Regions from separate parts of the Anas platyrhynchos genome. Here region 1 is linked to region 2. A link is a contact called in public Hi-C data. All regions are on one chromosome and are shown on one strand. The core of a region is the stretch at or near the end of the contact, and the rest is flanking DNA. Distances in the headings are between cores, read along the strand shown.

Evidence for each region. Hi-C and Micro-C count contacts between places; a contact is called where the count stands out from the background.
Region 1: a Hi-C map of F5 follicle shows a contact between it and region 2, with 4 times the contacts expected there. The contact joins the promoter of INHBA here to the enhancer-like site in region 2. A contact is called at or near these places in 3 of 8 Hi-C or Micro-C datasets (F5 follicle, liver and skeletal muscle).

Annotation. Positions count from the first base shown.
Region 1 is chr2:100,956,235-100,960,545 of IASCAAS_PekinDuck_T2T, reverse strand. INHBA (inhibin subunit beta A) reads left to right here and starts at 1,569. Exons shown (of 3, transcript XM_013095239.5): 1 at 1,569-1,716. The region is part of intron 4 of LOC106015519 (a long non-coding RNA gene); the gene reads right to left.
Region 2 is chr2:100,739,217-100,743,730 of IASCAAS_PekinDuck_T2T, reverse strand. No RefSeq gene overlaps it. Among named protein-coding and RNA genes, the nearest start is that of INHBA, 220 kb to the left of the region's middle. Within about 2 kb of position 1,585, at least 2 of the 8 cell types and tissues checked have an H3K27ac peak or open chromatin away from gene starts, as enhancers often do.

The DNA.
Region 1 (4,311 bases), core at 320-2,819, 220 kb before region 2:
AGCGCTTGTCGGCTGCCAAATCACAACAGTCACTGCGCTACCAGTATGTAACTAATTTCAAAGGGGCTTAGGATGCCAGCTAAAACCAAATTCAGTTTGGTCCTGAAAAAAACACAGTTCTGTGCTGGAAAAGTCCTCTGCCACAACTTGGTTTTAGGATCCCCATTAAAGATATTGCCCTATAAATAAGTAGGTATGTGCACACACACTCACTATTTGTTTCTTCAAGCATGCCTCTCTCTCTGTCCTTGAAGGGAAAAAATAAAAATAAAATGTTCTTTGTAACAACTGGAACCACCAATGTCAGGCTGCAGGAAAGCTACTGAAACCTGTTTCAAGAGGCTTCAATCCACAGCACGTTAAAGCCTGAAAACTTATTATATGCATATTAAACCTAGGAAACAAAACAACCTATCTGGTCATATGTTTCCCATTAACTCCTGATTTTTTGCTCATTCTACCAAAGCTGTTGTGTGAATACTGCACATACTTCAGTCTGAATCAGTGCTGCTCTAAGGACTCCCTGGTATCACTGTAAGTTGAAAATTTTAAATCTTTCTTGCCTGATGCAGCCATATTCCAAGACAGATTAAATTTACATTACCAACAGGACATAAAAATACAATTATAAGTACGATTCAGGCCAAAAAAAAAAATCTGAAGGATGGGGATTTTCTGGTAATCAGTGGGTGTTTTGAATGAGTAAAGACTGCATGATCATGCCATTTGTCATAAACGGTACCACATAAAGCTAGCTATTATGTGTGTTTAAGAAAAGAGATTGATTTTGGCTTTACTTTTGACCTTATATATATATTAATTACGTACTACCTAATAGCCATAGTTATTTTTAAGTTTCACTACTATAAACTGAAACGAAAATGCAAGTTGATTTTATTTCACGGGAGTTAAAGTCATACCTAAGAAAAAAAAAAAGAAAAAAAAAAAGAAAAACTGTCATTCATTGTAACTTATTTTTATGTGTCTAAATAGTTTTTAATAGTGACACAATCTGCATGTCAAGGAGCTCTGAGACTCGGACATGAGCAATATAGCTCAGTTTTGGAGAGCTTTAAAACTATCCCTAAGTTAACAGAAGGATAAATTTATACAAAGATTGAGCTAAAAATTATATCCTCTGCAAAAGGATTCTTAATCAAATGCATTTTCCTGAATTTGAAAGTAATCCAAATTTGTAGATAGATTATCTGATAAATCCTCAGCATGATAGAAGACTAAAACGATTTGCTAACTATTAATTAAGTATCTGGCAAATACTGTATTTGAACTAAATCAGTGATATCTACATCTAATAATATCTATATCTAGCTATGCAATAAAACAAGTTGGAGTGTGTCTTCCTGACTCATAATGTTTGCTTTCAGTCTCATTCTAGGTTCTATTCTTTAAATGGATACAGAGATCACCACTACAAGTTGAATTCACGATATTTTGTCATGCTAGACAATTAGGAGTTTCCATTAGATAATTACCAGAAGTATGTCTCATACAGGAAAAACAGTCAATTGCTGATGTAACAGGATTAACCAATCCAGCACACTGATCCGGCCCACTTACTTTTGACAGACACTATATGTGAGTGTACACATGAGAAGTACAGTATAAAGCTTCGCATTATAAGTACCACAAAGAGGAACTTCAGCAGTTCTTAATGCACAATACAGCAGTCTCCTTCTGAGAGTGAGGACTAGAGAGGTAAAACTTTAAACCAGCTTTTTTCTTTTAAAACTAAAACTTTTAATTCATGTGCATGCTGTTGCATATTGTTACGGATATATTGAATGAATGTATATACAGAGCTTTGCAGCTCAGGTAATTTTATGAAAAGAATCTGAACCATCATTTTTATATTTATCCAAACACTATGTATTTTTAGACATGAACATATATATATATATATATATATATAGGTATGTATGTAAGTACTAATGAACTATCTATCTGTGGTACTAGCAGACTCGCTTTTAGAAAACAATGCTTTTTGAAAAGTTATGCTTTAATGTTAAATCTGTCATCACCATGGCATGCAAGTATAATATGCTATACTTATATGTAATAGATTGTCTGTGATAAGTGTACCTGTTATATATGGCAAGCAATGTACACCTCACAACAAGAACCCAAACATACTTATCTGTCTTTTAAACTGAAATATGCCTATCCCTTACTTTTCATCAGACACTGTTGGGATAGGTGCTATATTAGAACTATAAATAACCCCTTTAATTATGTCATCTGTTAGTATATCTAATCATGAATGCATATTTTCAACTGAAATTATTTTTTCATCCAATTAAACTTTTAGTTCTATTTCAAGCTGACTTTCAGACTTCATATAATTACAACAGACTTTGGGCTGTTCATGAGATCCAAGAAATTTAGATGTATTATAGCGAGGTTTGTGTTACAAAGATGTGTTTATAAGAATGGCTGCAGGGTTTATAATGCTGACAGACCCGTAAGTGTAACAGTATATAACAGTATAGCAACTGAGGTCAGTAAAACACAGATGAGGGTGTACTGTGGATGCCTTATAACAGTGAAAGACTTATAAAAGACCTTAATTGAAAAGGACTTGCAATATATAACATTTGTAAAACTTTGGTTGATTGTTCAGTTACTTCTGTATGTTTCATTTAACTATAATCCCATGCCTGTCTCTCAGCCCATGTGTCTGTAATCATCTCATGGAAACTAGAGACCTTACAATGCTTATATTTATAAATTACTCCTTTCCACTAAAATACAATGGTTGACGGTAATATAGTGAAAGTGGAATATTTGCTGGGTAGGAGGTAACCACACCTGAGAAGAAGGCAGAAGTGCGTGAGAGAGAGAGTATGAAAGGAAGGAAAAGAAAGAGGGCTATTACTAAAAAAGGCTCTAAGAAAATTAGCAAAAGTTAGTCTGGTGCAGAAAAACCTCAAGTTAAACTCCATCAGCTTTTAGCGTTCTCATTTTCTGTTACCACATCCAAACATGAGGGAGTTTGCTAGCTTCACCCTTGCTAGGTAAGGAACAGAACAGAGATGCTGCAGAACATAAAGGTGATACGAAGTCATGACAGTAACATAGCAAATGCCTTTCTACTGCTGGGCAAAACCCTTGTCAGTATAAAATACCAAGGATCTACCAACAGTGGCTGAAACTGTTTTTTCAACTATGTTTTATTCGTGATGTCTTATTCTAATATTATGATTGTGTCATTTAAATGAATGAAACAAAAAGTGACTTCTAATAACAATGGGCCAAATGTAGAAGATCTTACTCAGCCTTCACTCAGACAGAATTATTATTGGCATCGATGAGGGATTTGCCTGAGTCAGGAGCAAGTATGATTTGGCCAGATGACATGTAACACTTTCCATCTTCAAAGCATTTTTCAGACATTACTTGATTAACCCCAAACCTAAATATATCTGCCTGAGAACTTCTAGGCACAGACTAGCATAGAAGCAAGGATATTTCTGGTGCCAGGGCAGTACCTTAGCATGTCACAGATATGTGCCGTACCAACTCCGGCTTAGGTTCTCAGTGCCTGACCATGTACTGCAGCTGGAGAGCGGATCATGTATTATATAGCCCTCCAAACAACAGTGTTATTTTGCTCCTGTCAGATCTCTTGCCAGTGTTGATAACCTCCAGCATTTACAAGTGAGTAGAAAAGATCTTTTCTCTTCTACTCAAAGCAGAATAACATTCTGCCCAACAGACTCTCAGCCCCTGCCCTCAGTGCCCTCTTGTTCGCAAGCTATTTAAGATCTCCTGCTATCCCTAACAATACCAGACAGGACAAGAGCAAGGTGCTCATTAATAAAAGGTTTCACTCTTTCCATTCATTCATGTTTCCTCTGTTTAGTTAAGCCAGTGATACTGTTGAAGGAATAAAACAAACAAAAAAAAAAAAAAAAAAAGAAAGAAAGAAAAAAGGGTGGGGGTGGGGGGGAAGATGACGGCCAGGAGGGAGACAGGAGGGTCAAACTGTAAAAAAAAGAGAGTGAATTTACAGGAATTAAAAGAGATTTTAGAAAGGGGGGAGGGCAGAAAACCCGAGTAGTGATATTTGAAGAGAGGTGTGTGTTAGGGGAGCAATGAGCATAAGGAAGCCAGCCTGCCTGTTCCTCCCCCTTCCTAATCATAGCCTTTACTCACAGACAGAACTCCCTCCCTCTCCCATTCACTCACTCACTTTAGGCCAATCCGTCCTCTCCCTCTCTCTCCCTCTCTCTGTGTCTCTCTCCTACTCTGAGACAGAGTCAGAACTCTTCTCCCTGACAGCCACAAACATCT
Region 2 (4,514 bases), core at 336-2,835:
GAAGGAGCAGGGCACCCCCTGCTGACCCTGCACCCAGAAGACAGGAACCTTTCCATATCCTTAAACCCAATAAAAAATAAATAATAATAATAATAATAATAATAATAATAATAATAATAATAATAATAAACAGTGGAAATCATGTTTTGTTTTGTGTTTTGTTTTGTTTTGTTTTGTTTTGTACAGAGTCCCAATTTCATTCTTTAAAGAGAATACATTTCATTTCTCTTCACTCTTCAGAGGGAGTTACTTCTCTCAGCTCAGGAGTTGCCTAAATTGCAAAGAAATGAGATTGCTCTTCTCTATTCTGAGCTTTCCTTCTTACTCATGGCATCTTTGGAGAATTTGTCTGAAGTAACAACAGTTGCAGAGAGAAAATTGGCTTTTATACCATGCTGTTATGCCTTTCCCCTGTTCTTACCATAGCTGAAGAATAGGTCTGATTTCTTGTATCTTTCACCCCTGTGGGACACTGCTGGAGGGAAGAATTACTATTGTTCAGTTCTGATACATCCATGTCCTCAGCTCCAACACCTGCACTGGTTTCTCTCATCAACTAAAGGTAGGTTTGGAAAAAGTGTACAGAAAGGCCATTAATACTTTGGTATTTCTACAGGAACCACAAAAGTGTGAGGGTTTGCCTCTGTCTTGTATTTGTCTGGGGACAATTTAGCTTGAGGACAATAAATGTGGTTCTAAAATCTGAAAGGCTTCACAGACGCCAGATCTCAAATTATTTCAAAGTCTCAAAAACTTTGGAAATCAAGATTCATATTTTAAATCAAACACTTTCAGCTTTCTACCTGGCACATTAAAGACACATGAAGAATCCTAAATCCTATCTTCTACCATTCAAACTCTAGATTTCTCCTCTTTCGGAAATGTCTGAGTAGCAAGCAGAACAGGTGAGGGACGATTACACCCCACAGAAAAAATGTGCACATGAAAAGATATCATAAATCTCTAATCCAATCTGGACAATCTTGATTATAACATCACATTCTCTCTTTTAATATAATGCAATGTAATTCATTTAAATTCATCACATATGCCTAAAATTGAAGGAAAACAGATTCTTCTTTTCTTAGGGGAGGACGTAATTCCAAGTCTTCTACCTTTTTGTGTGTTTTCAGCATCTCTCACAAAGGCATTTAAAATTGCTGTTTTATTTCACAAGATATTTCACAAGGGGTATTTTCCCCCACCCTACATTGCAAAAAAATACAAATGTGTGGAAGCTTTTACTATCAAACCTGTTTTAATAATTCCTTGTTTTATTATTTTTTATTATTATTATTCGAGAGCTGAAAGTTTTGAAGTAGTAGAAACTTCCAGTCTTTTCAATTAAAAATTTCTGTTTAAAAAACTTAAGTAAACTTGGAAAAAAAATGAAAAAAACAAACAAACAATCCTCAGTGCAGAGCAAATATAAACTGAAGCACTGTTAGTTGTTAAGGAATAAAACACTGTTTGAACCATGAGTATGACAGATGGAAAAAGAGATGGCCTCTTTCCTGAAGATCAGTCAGACTAAGGGCTTGTCTGATCTTCTCTGCAAGACAATTTCACATTCTCTGATTAAGAAAGTCTTGTATCCGGTTCTCACATACTTTCTTCTGGGCAATGCATTCTGCTTCAGTCAGTAGGAATACTATTGTCATGATGGTTCATACATAAAAATTTGGATTTGATTAGCTGCTGTTGATTCACTAACCACTTTCAGTACTGAAAGTGACATCAGAAGCTCACCAAGCACCCTGAGAAGACTTGAACTGCTATGTTCAAGGTAGCTTACACCACAGAAAAATAAGGTAGCAACATCTACAGACATTTAACACACAACTGAGCAGCTGCATTAACCTGATCCTGAACATGAGCATCATTTTTACACTCAGATGAATCACATTCAGATCAAATGAGTTCCAATAACCAAGAGTGGAAACAGCAAAGCTGTATGCTCCTGCTCTCAGGTTATCATGGTCTGTGAGGAAAGAGAGGACATTTCCTAGCTAGCTAGCTGTGAAATCTTTAGAAAGCAGTGCTACCTGGCCATTGAAGCCAGGCAGGACCCAGGGGCTTTGCACAACTTTGATAAATGGAGACCATATGTCTTCAATGAGTGGAAGGTGGAGACAGTCCCTTGGCCCACTCTTCAAAGCATTCCCCCTTTCTGACTAGCACTGCTTTGGTCTTGCCTGCGTTCAACTTGAGCCAGCTGCTCTTTATCCAAGAGTTTATTTCCTGAAGGCATTCCAAAATCCTATGGCCAGTGTGAATATAGTGTCAGATTAGACCATCTAATAGCCCTGTCTGCCCTCAAAAACCTCAGAATTGCTGAAGTATTAGCACCTACAAGGCTCAGCTGAGATTACAGCCTGCTGAGATTATGCACAGGAAGGCAGCCCTTGCCTGGAATAGTTTCCATCTGAAATTAATAACGCGAAAGCAAAGGCAATGGGGTTATCCAATGGCTGCAGGATTCCCCCTAGGAATGGTGAAGGCACACCAGGTATGGCCAACTTCTATTCCAGTACTTAACTGCTCCACAAGATCCCTGGTAGAGCTTTGACAGGAGATGAAGGAAGAGAACTTTGCAAAAGGAGAAAAATATTAACCCCAATTTCCAGTTTCTGAATCCAGAAAGTACCTGTCTTAGAACTCTTTTTGGCCTGTAGAAGTTTGTAGTTTTTTAGACTAGACTATTTTAACAACTTAAAGTATTTGCACAAAAATATGTACCGACACCTTGTTTTGTCCAAGACAAAATGAAAATAATGAAGTTTTTATGAAAATAATGCATTTTATGAATACATTATGAATTTTATGATTTTTTATGAAAATAATGCAAGTATATCTAAATATAATCAACCAGAAACATTCTTTTGATCAGATTTATTACCTTCTTCTCTAAGAACCTATTTGTTGGAGATTTATTAATTTATTTATTGCAGGTCAGAAGCTACCAGTACAATCAGCTGGTCTGTTTTCCTAACAGACCTTAAAATCATCTTCAGAAATTTCTCTACTAAGCTCAGTATTCCTGCTCCCTGCTCAAGTTAGAGGGTTTCCCCCAGATCTTTGGCAAATCAGAAATACATTTTTGTGGTCTGTATTAAGTCAATAAGCCACTGGAGACAAAAAAAAATATTATAATAATGATGAAAAAATAGCCCCTGTATTTTAATTCTCATACATTCATTCTACTTGACATAGAATTAAATATCAACCAGTTAGTTAAAACCATAATAATTTAATGTTCACAATGTGCACAGAGTAATATTGATCATTATTGTGTGCAACATTCTTCTGAATTTTAACTCATCAAAACTGAGAATGAGGGAAGTGCTAATGTCAACCTCATGATCATAATCATGAAATCTTTCTAATATATACCTGCTGCTGCTACATCTTTTCATGAGAACTTCTTATTTTGGCCAGTAGAGACCAAGAGTAGCTGTTATACTTCAGTGCAGAGGAAAATCTTCCTGACACAGGAAATACAATAAAGGGTAGTGAATGAGACTTTAAGGTCTTTTGTGTTTGAAAACAGGTCCAGCCATGCTGGCTTTGCCCAATTGGGCATTTTCATGGCTGAAATCCAAGCTGATTACTTCAGGACCACAGATGCATTGGTCCTTGCTAGCACTACCTTTATTTTTTCAAGCTATGGAGCGCACAGTGCAGATATATCCAGGTGGCTCTGAAGCTTAGACTGCAGTCCTGCGGCAGGCATGCAGATAGGCAAGATGGGGAAGGTACTGTCCCTCCCCAGTACCACCCTTTTATTCCTGTTTATAAACACAAGTTCCACATTGTGGAAGAAATTATATATACTTTTGGATTTTGTTTATCCTTGAAAATAATGTGGCTGCACACAAAAAGCAGTGAAATTTTTGGTGTCTGCACCTGCAGAAAAATATTGCTAACCTCTACCAAAAATTCAGTTGGCACTTTTCACCTTTTGCCCCCTTAATGATGAAGTTTTAGGTTTTCAAGCTCTTCTTCCCTTTTACAAGTGATATATATATCATTTTTTCAGATTTTTTTTTCTAATCCCATGAGTCTAAAAATTAGCACTTCAAAAACTGGAAGAACTGGTAACAGTGCTGATTGTTAACCAAAGAATTAAGTCAACATGGCAACAAATGTACAGCAGGAACATTACACATGCCAACAATTTCCACTAGTATATTTACCACAGTGGGAGAGGTTGGGAGCAGAGTCAGCCTGTCTTTGAGAATAAACAGTTTTCAACAGTTTATAATTAGACAGTGCACCAGATAACACATAATGACTGCATATCTTCTATTCCCTTATATTTGGATGAAAATAAATAAATAATTAATTTTGAAATTGTTTTCTAAACAGATAGATTTCCTGTATTACCCCAGCCAATTTGAGAGCCACTATGACTTTTGTTATGTCTAATAATGGCTTTTGGATGGAATTCTGGCTCTCATTTATTTCCTATATATTTGGCATAGATCATAACTCAATATCTTGAGAAAAGTTAT